Linked DNA regions of Ovis aries: all the other regions are linked to region 2. The links are chromatin contacts, called in public Hi-C maps. All regions are on one chromosome and are shown on one strand. The core of a region is the stretch at or near the end of the contact, and the rest is flanking DNA. Distances in the headings are between cores, read along the strand shown. Region 1 overlaps MID2 (midline 2). Region 2 holds the start of TSC22D3 (TSC22 domain family member 3). Region 3 overlaps TSC22D3 (TSC22 domain family member 3).

The links. Hi-C and Micro-C count contacts between places; a contact is called where the count stands out from the background.
Region 1: a contact with region 2 is called in a Hi-C map of tail adipose tissue, with 7 times the contacts expected there. The contact joins the enhancer-like site here to the promoter of TSC22D3 in region 2. A contact is called at or near these places in 3 of 16 Hi-C or Micro-C datasets (skin fibroblasts and tail adipose tissue).
Region 3: a contact with region 2 is called in a Hi-C map of mesenteric adipose tissue, with 2.8 times the contacts expected there. The contact joins the enhancer-like site here to the promoter of TSC22D3 in region 2. A contact is called at or near these places in 7 of 16 Hi-C or Micro-C datasets (blood, hypothalamus, mesenteric adipose tissue and 3 more).

The regions. Positions count from the first base shown.
Region 1 is chrX:127,360,038-127,364,257 of ARS-UI_Ramb_v3.0, reverse strand. All of the region lies in intron 3 of MID2 (midline 2), which reads left to right. Among named protein-coding and RNA genes, the nearest start is that of MID2, 61 kb to the left of the region's middle. Within about 2 kb of position 2,082, at least 2 of the 54 cell types and tissues checked have an H3K27ac peak or open chromatin away from gene starts, as enhancers often do.
Region 2 is chrX:127,488,242-127,492,649 of ARS-UI_Ramb_v3.0, reverse strand. TSC22D3 (TSC22 domain family member 3) reads right to left here and starts at 2,520. Exons shown (of 4, transcript XM_027963356.3): 1 at 2,358-2,520; 2 at 1,271-1,696. The coding sequence starts at 2,452.
Region 3 is chrX:127,556,947-127,561,194 of ARS-UI_Ramb_v3.0, reverse strand. It overlaps TSC22D3 (TSC22 domain family member 3), which reads right to left. Exons shown (of 4, transcript XM_027963356.3): 4 at 3,462-4,248. Among named protein-coding and RNA genes, the nearest start is that of TRNAG-CCC, 57 kb to the left of the region's middle. Within about 2 kb of position 2,319, at least 20 of the 54 cell types and tissues checked have an H3K27ac peak or open chromatin away from gene starts, as enhancers often do. A contact at or near this core is called in tail adipose tissue, where this site is marked.

The sequences.
Region 1 (4,220 bases), core at 833-3,332, 130 kb after region 2:
AGAATGTAATTACGCTATTACATTTTTATAAGTAAGGGAATGTGTTAGCTTTCTTGCTTACACACCTATTTCTTCGAGATTCAGCCTAATATCTTTTGGGCTCTGAGCCTAGGGAATTGTGATAATTACGGGGAGAGCTCAGAGCAGAAAAGCAGAGAATAACATGCTTGAGCCAGCCACATTCCTTCCCAGCCAAAGATGTGAAATGTAATCAGTGTTTTGTCAGAAATCAGCACTTAATCTCCATTTTGGCACCAGCCTTCTACTCTAAATGGAGGGAGAAGGTGATGGTCTGACTCCTGGTAGGAAGACAGACCATGTTATGTTCAGAGGCAAGACAAACCCTGTCCCACAGTACGGAGGTAACTACCTTCGGGCATGAGATCTTGATGCTTAGGTGTGGCAAGAAGTATAAGAAAAGAGACACGGTACTCTCAGAGAAAAGTAATCATGACCCAGGATGTTCCAGAAAGAAAAACATGCAGAAACTGAATAAAAATAAACCAGATGATAAAAGAGGGCTTGCTCATTTGTTCTGCAGACAACCCCAGAAGATACAGTGGTTTTAGCAAGAGTAGTTACAGTCATCATCATCATCAGAGCAGTAGTAGGAAAATCGAAACAAACAAAAAAAAAACAACTATCTGACTACCCATTATATATCAGAAAATGCATTTGGTGCTTTATTTCGGTTGCTTAATCTAATAAACGTGTACAAACCATTACAAGGCTGGATACTAGTCTCATCCTTATTTGCAAAAGAGGAAACTTAGGCTGCTTGCCCAAGACCAGACAGGTCATTGGTAAGCAGCAGAGCTGGGAGGCTAACCTGAGGCTGTCTAACTTCAAAGGCCATTCTTTTAACTATTTTTGATTTGATTTTTGGTTCAGTAAAGATAAACCCTTACCCCAGGACACCCAGGAATCCTTCCCACAGAGTGTTCACACGGATGCACGTGCATGTCTGTGCCCTCACTCTCTCTGTCTCTGTCCATCCCCAACCCCATCCCCACCGAGATAGCCTGACCAAGGGCTCTTCTCAGGACCCCTTTATTTCCTTGGACTTTCCCATATAGAAACCCCTTAGCTGTCATCCCTCTCCTGGCTCATGAGGTAGTTGGGACTCCTGAAAATACGTTGTCCAGGCATCTTTGTTATCTGCTTATGTAATTGGACATTTTTCTGGGGTCTCCTTTTTCACTGATGCTCTTATACAGAATTCTTCAGGTCCTTGTGCTGAGGCTCTTTCCTGGTGCTTCTCCATCTTCTTTCCCTACCCCCCAGTTCCTCCACCCTCCACAGCTTAGAAACAATATAGCCCCTTCTTCAGCTGTTTTCAGGGCTTCCCAAGTGGGTCAGTGGTAAAGAATCTGCCTGCCAATGCAGGAGACATGGGTTCAATCCCTGGGTTGGGAAGATCCCCTGGAAAAGGAAATGGCAACCCACTCCAGTATTCTTGCCATGGACAGAGGAGACTGGCCAGCTACAGTCTATTATGTTGCAGAGAGTCAGACACAACTAAGCACGCACGTAGCAGCTATTTTCACTCTTCCACTTGGGCCCCTGTTCTTTCTAGTGACCATCTTCCTTTTTTGAACATGGAACCAGTTTTTTTTTTTTCCCTTTTGTCATCTGAAGTCCCCTGCCTCATAAAGAATGACTTTTCTCAGAATGGTGGTTTCCCTAACCTTAACTGTCAGAATGTGAATTTCCTGGGCTGTCTTGCTCCATATGTATATAGGAAGTACCGGGATACTGCAGCCATCACCCAGAGACAAAGGTCTTGGGGAGGGTAAATGCTCCCCACAGTCTAGTCTGAGGCTAAAGAAAGCATATTTTTTCATTGGCTCACGCTACTTTCTTTCCCTTACATAATTCTGTGGTTGTGAAAGGCAGTTAAAAGGAGAGCTTGGGGAAAAGCCCTAGACTTGGAATCAGGAAACCTGGTTTCTGTTACTGGCTCTGCCACCCACCAGCTGCAAGACCTTGGGCAGAGCAGCCAGTGCATCACCTCTGGTACACTGCCTGCTTGGCTGTATTAGAATGACCAGATTCTGTCTCATTTCCTTCTGTGGACTATAAGCTTCTTAAAGGCAGTGGCCATGACACATTCCTTTTGGAAACCACAGTTCCTAGCTGGTCTATCTGAGTCATGCTGTCCCCTTCTCTAATCTACTTTCCACATTGTTGTGGGAATGAACTTAAAAAAAATGCAAATCCCATATGTCATTCCCCTACCACAAACAATTCAGTGGTTCCCCATCATGATTAAAATAAAGGTTTATAAGACCCATCATAGTCTGGACCCTACCTACCTCTAGCATGTGCTCTTTACTACCTGCACTTTGTACTTTTGTCATTCATATTCCACAGATATTTAGGCATATTTCTGCCTTGGGCTAGGCATTGGAAATACAGTGTGAAGATGGCCCCTGCCCTCATAGAACTTCCACTCCTCCCCTCTTCTCCTGGCTGACTACTGCTTGTCTCTTAAGACTCAGCTCAGGCATCCCCTCCTCCAGGAACCCATCACACATGCTCTGTACTCTCTCTCTCCTTCCCCTGTGTACCTGAAGCACTTTATGCATACTTCAGTCTTAGCACTTCTATGTATTGATCTGTCTCTCCACTAGACTGTAAACTCTGAGAAGGCATACTGTGTGCTCTCCACTTTTTTATACCCAGCACATGGCTTGGTACGTAATAGATACCGAGAAAGGATAATTGAATAAACAGTACCCTCTGGTGGCTTGCTGTTGTAAGTGTAATCTTTCACACATCATGAAAGTGAAAGTGAAAGCTGATCAGTCCTGTCTGACTCTTTGTGACCCCGTGGTCTATACAGTCCATGGAATTCTGCAGGCCAAAATACTGGAGTGGGTAGCCTTTCCCTTCTCCAGGGGATCTTTCCAACCCAGAGATTGAACCCAGGTCTCCCACATTGCAGGCGGATTCTTTACCAGCTGAGCCACCACGGAAGCCCAAGAATACTGGAGTAGGTAGCCTATCCCTTCTCCAGGGGATCTTCCCAACCCAGGAATTGAACCAGGGTCTCCTGCATTGCAGGCAGATCCTTTACCAACTGAGCTATCAGGGAAGCCCTCACACATAAGGGTAGGTAAAGCATAGCTGATTACCCAAGAGAGGTAACTTTTCCTTTCTTTTAACATTGGGTGGAAAACTATTTCAGAATATGTGGTTACCTAGCACCTAGGTTGTTATTCCAAATTTTCCCAACTCTTTCATAATCAGCAAACAATACATAAATGACAGAACACGATTGTCATTTTGAGTAATTGTGTGAAAAGAAAATGTAAGGGAAATTTCTCTCATGTAATGAAGAAATGTAACCTTGTCTATAATTTTGCATTTTACCTTTATGTCAGGGCCAGCATACTCACATTCATTCATTAATTCAGCAGATATTTGTTGAGTACCTGCAATGTGCCAGGCACTATTCTAGGTGTTGAAGGTATAGCAGTGAACAAAACAGATTCTTTAATAAGCTTTCATTCTAGTTGGGAGAGAGACATGATAAACAAGCATATTTTTACTAGGGGTTATATGTGTTATGGGTAAAAAGAAAACCAGGGTGCAAAGTTCTAAAGACTTATTAGCTATAATTTCAGAAAGATACATAAATATTGGTTCACGAGACCTGCCTAAAACATTGTGGGACTTCTAGAATTTTCTTTCTTTTTTCTTTTAAATGTTAAAATAAGTTAAAGCTCAGATTTGTTGTTGTTATTCAGTCATTAAATCCTATCTGACTCTTTGTGACCCTATAGACTGCAGCATGCCAGGCTTCCCTGTCCTTCACTATTCCCAGTTTGCTTCAATTCATATCCATTGAGGGATATGGATATCTAACCATCTCATCCTCTGACACCCCCTTCTCCTTTTGCCTTCAGTCTTTCCCAGCATCAGGGTCTTTTCCAATGAGCCAGCTGCTCGCATCAGGTGGCCAAAGTATTGGAGCTTCAACTTTAACATCAGTCCTTCCAGTGAATACTCAGGACTGATTTCCTTTAGGATGGACTGGTTTGATCTCCTTGCTGTCCAGGGGACTCTCAAAGCCCCCCCACACACACACACAAAAGAGTCTCCAGCACCGCAGTTTGAAAGAGTCAGTTCTTTGGTGCTCAGCCTTAGGTATGGTCCAACTCTCACATCCATACATGACTACTGGGAAAACCATACCTTTGACTAGATGAACCTTT
Region 2 (4,408 bases), core at 1,271-3,770:
AGCACTAAGTGAGGTAGCTCTTGCCTAGCTCGATGGCTTTTAAAATTTCCTATTTGTGTCTCACCGACAAACCATCAAATTATTCAATTACTCTGTGGAAGCCCAAAATTACTTATTACCTTGTCTGAGCACATTACCTGCCCATGACTTGGAACCTCAGAACTAGAAGGAAGCTTAGAGACCGGAGAGGTCAAGCAACTTGCTCAGGGTCACACAGGGAACTAGACACATAACTTGTACTACAACCGAGGCCTCCCACAGAGGGTTTCTCTTTCTCTTACATAACCTGTGACCTTGAGGAAGAAGAAAACCCACCCACCCACCCTCACGCGCATGCACACACACACACACCAGTGCCTCGTTCCTAGGGCTCTAAGAACACCAAACCCACAGCTGAGTTTCCTAAAGTTGCCTCTCCTGCTTCAAAATTGCTGCAGTTGTCTGCCCAAGACCGGCCCTTACCAGAGTGCCTCAGACTGGAAGACTGCAGCCACCTTTGGTCTTCCCATTGTGTTTTTCTCCTCCACTCTCCCTTCCTTGCCCTTCAGCAGGATTTCTAGAAAGTCTGACCTGCACTCCAACAACAGGTTTGCCATGACATGGACTCATCCACCCTCCTGTCCTGGGATGCTCTTTGGGGCTGCTTTTAGCTATCACTGGAAATGGAAGGCTGTGATCCATGGTGGATCATGGATGGGGAGGGGTCCCCCTATCCAGAGTTTCAAGAAATTCTCACAGGTCTCTTAATTTTTCTTATTCCCCACCCTCCCCCACACCAGTAGCAGCTGAATCTGCCGGGACAATTTGCTTGCCCCTATTCTCAGTCAGGGCCACTCAGTAATTTAAAAGCCCTTGCAATTTCCGCCCAAGTTTGCCTGTTTGGAAATGGACTTTTGATAAGCATGGAACTCAGGTCCCAAGAGCATCCCATGGCAGACTCTCCAAAGTGGCCATAGAAATGCAAACATTTGGGTAGAAAGTGCCGCCGACTATCCCCAAAGCATCTACCGCTCTGTCGCTCTGTCCATCTTCTGGGCTCCAGCATTTCCCCAGGAAAGCCTCCGCAGGCACCTTTCCAAACAGGGCTCCCACCTGCCAGGCCTGCCCTCAGCCACACAGGAATCCAGGTAGCCTCCTGGGTCGGGTTGTGGCGGTCCTGGGCGCCCAAACCTCCAGTGCCCCTCTCGGCCTTCCGGAGGGGCGCATTCAGCCCAGGCAGGTGCGAGGCAGCCGGGACCAGGTGCCCACCCGCGCGGGCCCCGCCACCTACCTGTGGAAGAAGAGCAGAATGGAAAGCATGGTCTGGTCAATGTTGCGGTTGCAGATGCCCTCGTTGATCAGATAGCAGGGGTCCCGCAGCACGGGCTCTAGCGAATCCTGCCGCATTATGCTATTGAGCTTGTCGGTGTTGAGGTTCTCGAAGACCAGCTTCTCCTGCAGCTGCCGAAAGTTGCTCACGGTGGGGCTGCCCGAGTTGTTGTTGTCCCCGCCGTTGTCGCGCTGGAGCCCGCTCCGGTGGGCCAGGTCCAGGCAGCAGTTGCAGCAGTCGAGGCCGACAGGTGAGCGGCAGTCGGACTTGGGCTGGGCCATGTTCTCCAGCTCGGGGCCCGCCTGGCCCGCGAGGTCAGGGGCAGCCGGCAGGTGCGCGCCCGCCGGGCCGGCCGGAGGAGACTCCAGGGTGTCTGGGACAGACAAGCTGCGAGGAGAAGAAGAGTTGGAAATGAGCGTCAAAAGCCGGCCACCGTCGGCTCGGCCCCCTTCTGGCTGCGCCGCTCGGGGTGCGAATAGAAACAGCTGGACAAACAGCTCTGAGCGGATCCTTCGGGCTCACTTCCTCCTCTTCCTCCTCCTCTCCGCCCCCCTCCTCCTCCTCCGCCTCTCCAGGCCAGGGCCGCCCCCCCCCCCACCCCGAGGTGCCACACGCGGCCCCCGCGCCGTCCCAAGTTTCCCAAGTGTGAGAGCGGGGGCCGGGGGCGGACCTGGGGTAGCAGGAAGGGCGGGCGGCGGGGCCGACAGAGAGCCGGGGCGCGCCCTCGCTCCCTCCCTCTCGGGTTCCCTCCCTCCCTCGCCAGCTCGGGGACTCGCCGGCTCTCAGGCTCTCCGGGTCTGCGCCGGCGGAGCGGCGGCAGAAGCCGAGCGCGAGTGAGCGAGCGAGCGAGCCGCGCGCCCGGGTGTCAGCGCGGAGCCGTGACAGCATGCAAATGACCCGCCGGGGGGCCGGCCGACCACGCGGGGCCGCCGCAGCTTCGCCCGCGCGCGCCCGGGAGCCGGCGGCACGGTACTGTCCCCCTCCCCCGCCCCGCTCCCACCGGGCTTCCGCCCCCATCTCGCCCCAGCACCCGCAGGGCCGCCCGCACCTTCTGCCGCGCTCCCGGGAGCCCGGCCCCGCTCGGCTTCCTTCTGTGAGTCTCGCCGCGCTTCGGCTCGGGCTGTCTCTGTGCTTCTGGCGCATCTTGGGCCAGGAATCCCCGAGAGCCGCCGCGCCACCCCCGGTCTCGAGCTTAACGGGCGGACCAATGTGCCTGGTCCCACCGCGGACGGGTCCCCCTACAGGAGAGACGCCGCCTTCGAGAAGCGGGGTGGGGGTGGGGTGAGGTGCAGAGAGCGCGTGGCCAGTGCTGGGTGTCCGAGGGTGCTGTGCGCGCCTCGGGGGTAACCGACACGCTCCTGCAACAAAACTCACAGAAGCACGCTCAACCGCTCCTCGGTTTCTGTCCGTTTCTTCTCCCTTCATTCCTTTCCCCCTTTCCCCTCAATTGCTCTCTCCCATGTCTTCCCTGAACCCCATCTGAGATGGTCTTTGCTCCAGCTTCCCGGAATGCCAGTGCGTTAGTAGTTCTCCCTCTGTCTGCACGCCCGCCCCCCACGCCTTGCTTCTCTTTGCCTTTCTTCTTCCATTCTTTCTTTCATATTTATTTTTCTGTTCCTTTGCCCCTTTTTCTCTCATTTATTTTTATGTTCTTTTTTCCTCTTTCTTTACTCCTTTCGGCCCTTTCCTTTCTTTCTTGCCCCCTTTCTTATTCCTTTTTTTCCCTTTCCTGGATTTCCTTATTTAGGATTTTTCTCTGCCATTCCTCTTTTACTCCTCTCGGTTTCTTTCTTTCTCCTTTTCTTTCCCTCATTTTATTCCCCCCTGCTCCTCTCACTTCCACACCCCCTCATTCTCCTTAGTTTCGTCTCATCCTCCCCATTTCACTTAGCTTCCCCAAAATTTCCAAACTTGGAGTTTTTTGATCCCCCTAAAGTGCTGCACTCAATATGCCAGCAAATTTGGAAAACTCAGCAGTGGCCACAGGACTGGAAAAGGTCAGTTTCATTCCAACCCCAAAGAAAGGCAATGCCAAAGAATGCTCAAACTACCCCACAATTGCACTCATCTCACATGCTAGTAAAGTAATGCTCAAAATTCTACAAGCCAGGCTTCAACAATACGTGAACCGTGAACTTCCTGATGTTCAAGCTGGTTTTAGAAAAGACAGAGGAACCAGAGATCAAATTGCCAGCATCCGCTGGATCATGGAAAAAGCAAGAGAGTTCCAGAGAAAAATATGCTTTATTAACCATGCCAAAGCCTTTGACTGTGTGGATCACAATAAACTGTGGAAAATTCTGAAAGAGATGGGAATACAGACCACCTGACCTGCCTCTTGAGAAATCTGTATGCAGGTCAGGAAGCAACAGTTAGAACTGGACATGGAACAACAGACTGGTTCCAAATAGGAAAAGGAGTGCATCAAGGCTGTATATTGTCACCCTGCTTATTTAACTTATATGCAGAGTACATCATGAGAAACGCTGGACTGGAAGAAACACAAGCTGGAATCAAGATTGCCGGGAGAAATATCAATAACCTCAGATATGCACATGACACCACCCTTATGGCAGAAAATGAAGAGGAACTAAAAAGCCTCTTGATGAAAGTGAAAGAGGAGAGTGAAAAAGTTGGCTTAAAGCTCAACATTCAGAAAACGAAGATCATGGCATCCAGTCCCATCATTTCATGGGAAATAGATGGGGAAACAGTGGAAACAGTGTCAGACTTTATTTTGGGGGGGGTCCAAAATCACTGCAGATGGTGACTGCAGCCATGAAATTAAAAGACGCTTACTCCTTGGAAGAAAAGTTATGACCAACCTAGATAGCATATTCAAAAGCAGAGACATTACTTTGCCGACTAAGGTCCGTCTAGTCAAGGCTATGGTTTTTCCTGTGGTCATGTATGGATGTGAGAGTTGGACTGTGAAGAAGGCTGAGCACTGAAGAATTGATGCTTTTGAACTGTGGTGTTGGAGAAGACTCGAGAGTCCCTTGGACTGCAAGGAGATCCAACCAGTCCATTCTGAAAGAGATCAGCCCTGGGATTTTTTTTGGAAGGAATGATGCTAAAGCTGAAACTCCAGTACTTTGG
Region 3 (4,248 bases), core at 1,070-3,569, 69 kb before region 2:
GCCTTGCGCCTCTGCAGTCTTAGTCTGTAAATAATCTACCACCCACATTTCTGTTCTACTTTTCAAACCCACCTCTATGCTCATGTGGCAAATACAGTAAGCTTCTTTAAAAGCCCCATTGAATTCACAGTCACTGCTTGTCATTACGTATTCTCTTTCTCTATCTCAGTGAATAATACCCTGGAGACACCATGTGTTCAGTTCCAGACTGTGGCCATAAAGTGAATATCATAATAAAGCAAGTCACGTGAATTTTTTTGTTTCCCAGTGCATATCAAATGTATGTTTACAGTATACTGTAGTCTATTAAGTGTGCAGTAGCATTAGGGCTTAAAAAACAATGTTCAGTTCAGTTCAGTTCAGTCGCTCAGTCGTGTCCGACTCTTTGCAACCCCATGAATTGCAGCATGCCAGGCCTCCCTGTCTATCACCAACTCCAGCGTTCACTCAAACTCATGTCCATCGAGTCGGTGATGCCATCCAACCATCTCATCCTCTGTCGTCCCCTTCTCCTCCTGCCCCCAATCCCTCCCAGCATCAGGGTCTTTTCCAATGAGTCAACTCTTCACATGAGGTGGCCAAAGTACTGGAGTTTCAGCTTCAGCATCATTCCCTCCAAAGAACACCCAGTACTGATCTCCTTTAGAATGGACTGGTTGGATCTCCTTGCAGTCCAAGGGACTCTCAAGAGTCTTCTCCAACACTGCAGTTCAAAAGCATCAATTCTTCAGTGCTCAGCCTTCTTCACAGTCCAGCTCTCACATCCATACATGAACACTGGAAAAACCATAGCCTTGACCAGACAGACCTTTGTTGGCAAAGTAATGTCTCTGCTTTTGAATATGTCATCTAGGTTGGTCATAACTTTCCTTCCAAGGAGTAAGCGTCTTCTAATTTCATGGCTGCAATCACCATCTGCCATGATTTTGGAGCCCCCCAAAATGAAGTCTGACACTGTTTTCACTGTTTCCCCATCTATTTCAAGTTGGCTTAAAGCTCAACATTCAGAAAAAGCAATGTACATACCATAATTAAAAAATACCTTATCACTGAAAAATGCCAAGCATCATCTGAGCCTTCAGCAAGTCATAGTATCATCAAAGATCTCAGATCACCATAAAAATATAGCAACAGTGAAAAAGTTGAAAACATCACAAGAATTACTGAAATGTCACACCAGGACACAAAGTGAGCAAACACTGTTGCAAAAATGGCACTGATAGATTTGTTTGATGCAGGGTGGCCAGAAACCTTTGTTTAAAAAAAAAAAATATCTGCAAAGTACAATAAAGTGAGGTATGACTATATTAAGAGTTCAACTACTTTTGGGTTGGGATAGATTGGGGGAGAGTTTTGACATTTAAAAGGGGCTCCTGATGTCACCAAGGTCCCATGGGATCAGTGGGAGTAGCACTGAGCTCTCTGGTTCTGAGTTTTCTTATCTGTGAAATGGAGGTGAATCACAAGTGTCTGTTTCTGTAAGGGCAGGAAACATGGCTGTGGCGGTGGGGAGGGGGCGGCAGGCTGCATGAGGATCAGATGAGACGGTGGTAGGAGGGTCCTGGGAGAGGGAGCATGTCCAGGCAGGGGAACATACCGCTTCGGTACTTCTGGTTCTTTTCCTTGTACTGGGTCCAGCCCGACCAGCTGGGCCCGGAAGCCCCAAGCTGTGAAGGTCTTTCCAGGAGTCATGTTTTCTTTTGCCTTTCCCCACCCCTGCTGGTTTTCTGTGGAACAAAAACAACAAGAGCTGCTCCTCTATGTGACTGACAAACAGCCACAAAGTTCCTCTTATCTAGTCTAGCAACTGCTGTGGCCTCAGAAGGTGCAGTGTTTGTCTCTGTTTAGTCATGGTTGCCTGGGCAACGTACTTGTTCTCTCTTTCCCACTGTGTGACTGTGGGTATGTTTTTCCCCTTTCTCATAGGGAAGGGCTGGATGACCAGAGAGGGCTGTATGTTTGCTGGGCCATCTCCTGAGTTTCCTTTTTTCATCTGTTGGTTCTTATTTGGCTGGAAATCAGCATATGGGAAGTCTGCAGATGAGCCTAAGAGTGGAAAAGTCCCTCAGTTCGTGAGATGGGGAGGGGATGGGAGTAAGTGGGAACTGGGGAGAACTGGGTTGGGTGGAGAGATGAGGGGAACTGGGGGAGTAGCTGCTTGATGCAACCTTTGTGTCCATTCTACCAGCTGTGAAGTCTGCACAGCCAGGAAATTGATCAAATGGGCAGGTGCAGACAATGAGCTTGGCATCATGAGTTGAGAGGTGAGGAGCAGAAAGAGAAGTTGGGATTTGAGAGACCAGCAAGCAGGGTAAGGTTGTGAAGAAGAGGTTTAGTGATTCTAAACGAATAGGCCTACATGTGTGACCTTTACAGTGAAAGAAGCCTGCCATTGGAAATATATCCAGTCAGTGATGGGTGCAAGAAAAGGAGCCAAGACCTCTTGGCCCTTGAGGTTTATGGCTCAGGAAGGTCAAGGAATTCCTTTAAATTTCAAGTGACAAAGAGGTAGGTGCATATGCTACAGGAAGCTGAGATGGAACGGAGTCACTCACACAGGAGTGATTCCCTCCCTTGGGAAACTGGGAGGCTTAGACCACAGCTTAGGGCCCATAGTGGCTCCAGGTAAGGACACAGTGGAGGAGACAGTGAATGCCCAGAATCAGAGAAATGGCTGGACCCCAGATGCCAGAGACATGGAGCCCAGGAAAGGGTGATGGGTAAGTAAGGATGCCTCCAAGGAGAGACAGAGGAGGGAAGTGGAGTTGGGATACTTAGACTTGGCCGTGCCCAAGGGGCTGGTGGGTTTTGTGAGCAAAATCTCAGTAGTAACAAGTGCAGCAGCAGAGCTTGAGAGCATCTCCCCTTGGGGGAGTGGGATGGGGTTTGGGCCATCGTATATACTGTGTGTCCTTTTCTCACTGAGGCCCTCTTAGCCCCTTTTCCAGTGTCAGTGGTCTCCTGTGGGTGGTATTAAGGTAAATGTACTAAGTGATCTGGATGATGTTTCAGAGGAGAGAGGCCCATTTGTGTTTATTTGGTTCCCCTCTTCTTGCTCCCTCACATGGACACCGTGCCATTTTCTTTTGGGGCCTTTCTTGGGGGACCCTTCCTTGCAAATCACCCCTCAAGCTGAAGTTGTACATTAGTAGTCACCTCACCACTCACTCCCAAGCTGCCATATGAAAGCAGGAGTGGGAGAGAGGGATGGATGGAAGATTGGGTCCCAATTTGCCATAATAGCTGTGTGACTTTTGGCAAGTCACTTCAGCGGGCTGAGTCTCCGCTTACTCACCCGTACAATGGGGGTGTTGTGACAGTTACGCAAGATCATTGGTGTAGCACAGGCCTGCCACTCAGGTCGTGCCCATGAGCAGATGAGTCAGAAAAACAGTGCCCCCAACCACCATTAGGGCCTCTACCACCCACTCTGTTTTAAGCTCAGGCGGACACCAGGTTTATTTTTAGAAAAAAAAAAAAAGAGCAAAGTTTATTGAAATGTCAAGCTACATTTGAAAAATCAAAATCCAAATCCTGGAGACATAACATCAGGATAAGGTGTTAGAAAGTGGGAAGTGTTCAACTGCCACAGAACTCCCTAGAGACAAGCTCCCTGAGCACATCACCCAGGCATCATTGGGTCAGAGTTATTCCCTTGTCCATGAGAGGACACCGGCAAGCTGATCATTCTCTGCACTTGAAAGTTTTCCACAACCGTTAACAACAAAACAAGGTTTTCAGATGACAAAGTCCCAGCTGATCTTCTCTCAACCCCATTCTATGTAGTCAGCACCAGTGAATGGTGGGTTTGGCATTCAGAAGGGGACCTCACATGTATTCAGGGGACATATGGGGCAAAGGTTGCAGCAGCAAGGCATTTAGAGGCTGGCCCCCTCCCTGCCTTTACTCTTTTTTTTTTTAATATAAATTTGTTTAATTGGAGGCTAATTACAATATTGTATTGGTTTTGCCATACATCAACATGAATCCGCCACGGGTATACACGTGCCTTTACTCTTTAATTTTACTTAACCTAAAGGACAAACTGGATCCACTTGGTAAATAAACAAATCTAAGAATTAGCTTTAAGAGATAAGGGACCACTCGATACTTCCAAAGCTGATTAGGCCCTTCAACACACAGGTGTATGTGTATACGTATACATCACTACACTAAGATACAGATCTAGCCCTATGGGTATATATACGCATGTATGGCTATATAGAAAAAACTATGCCAATACTAACC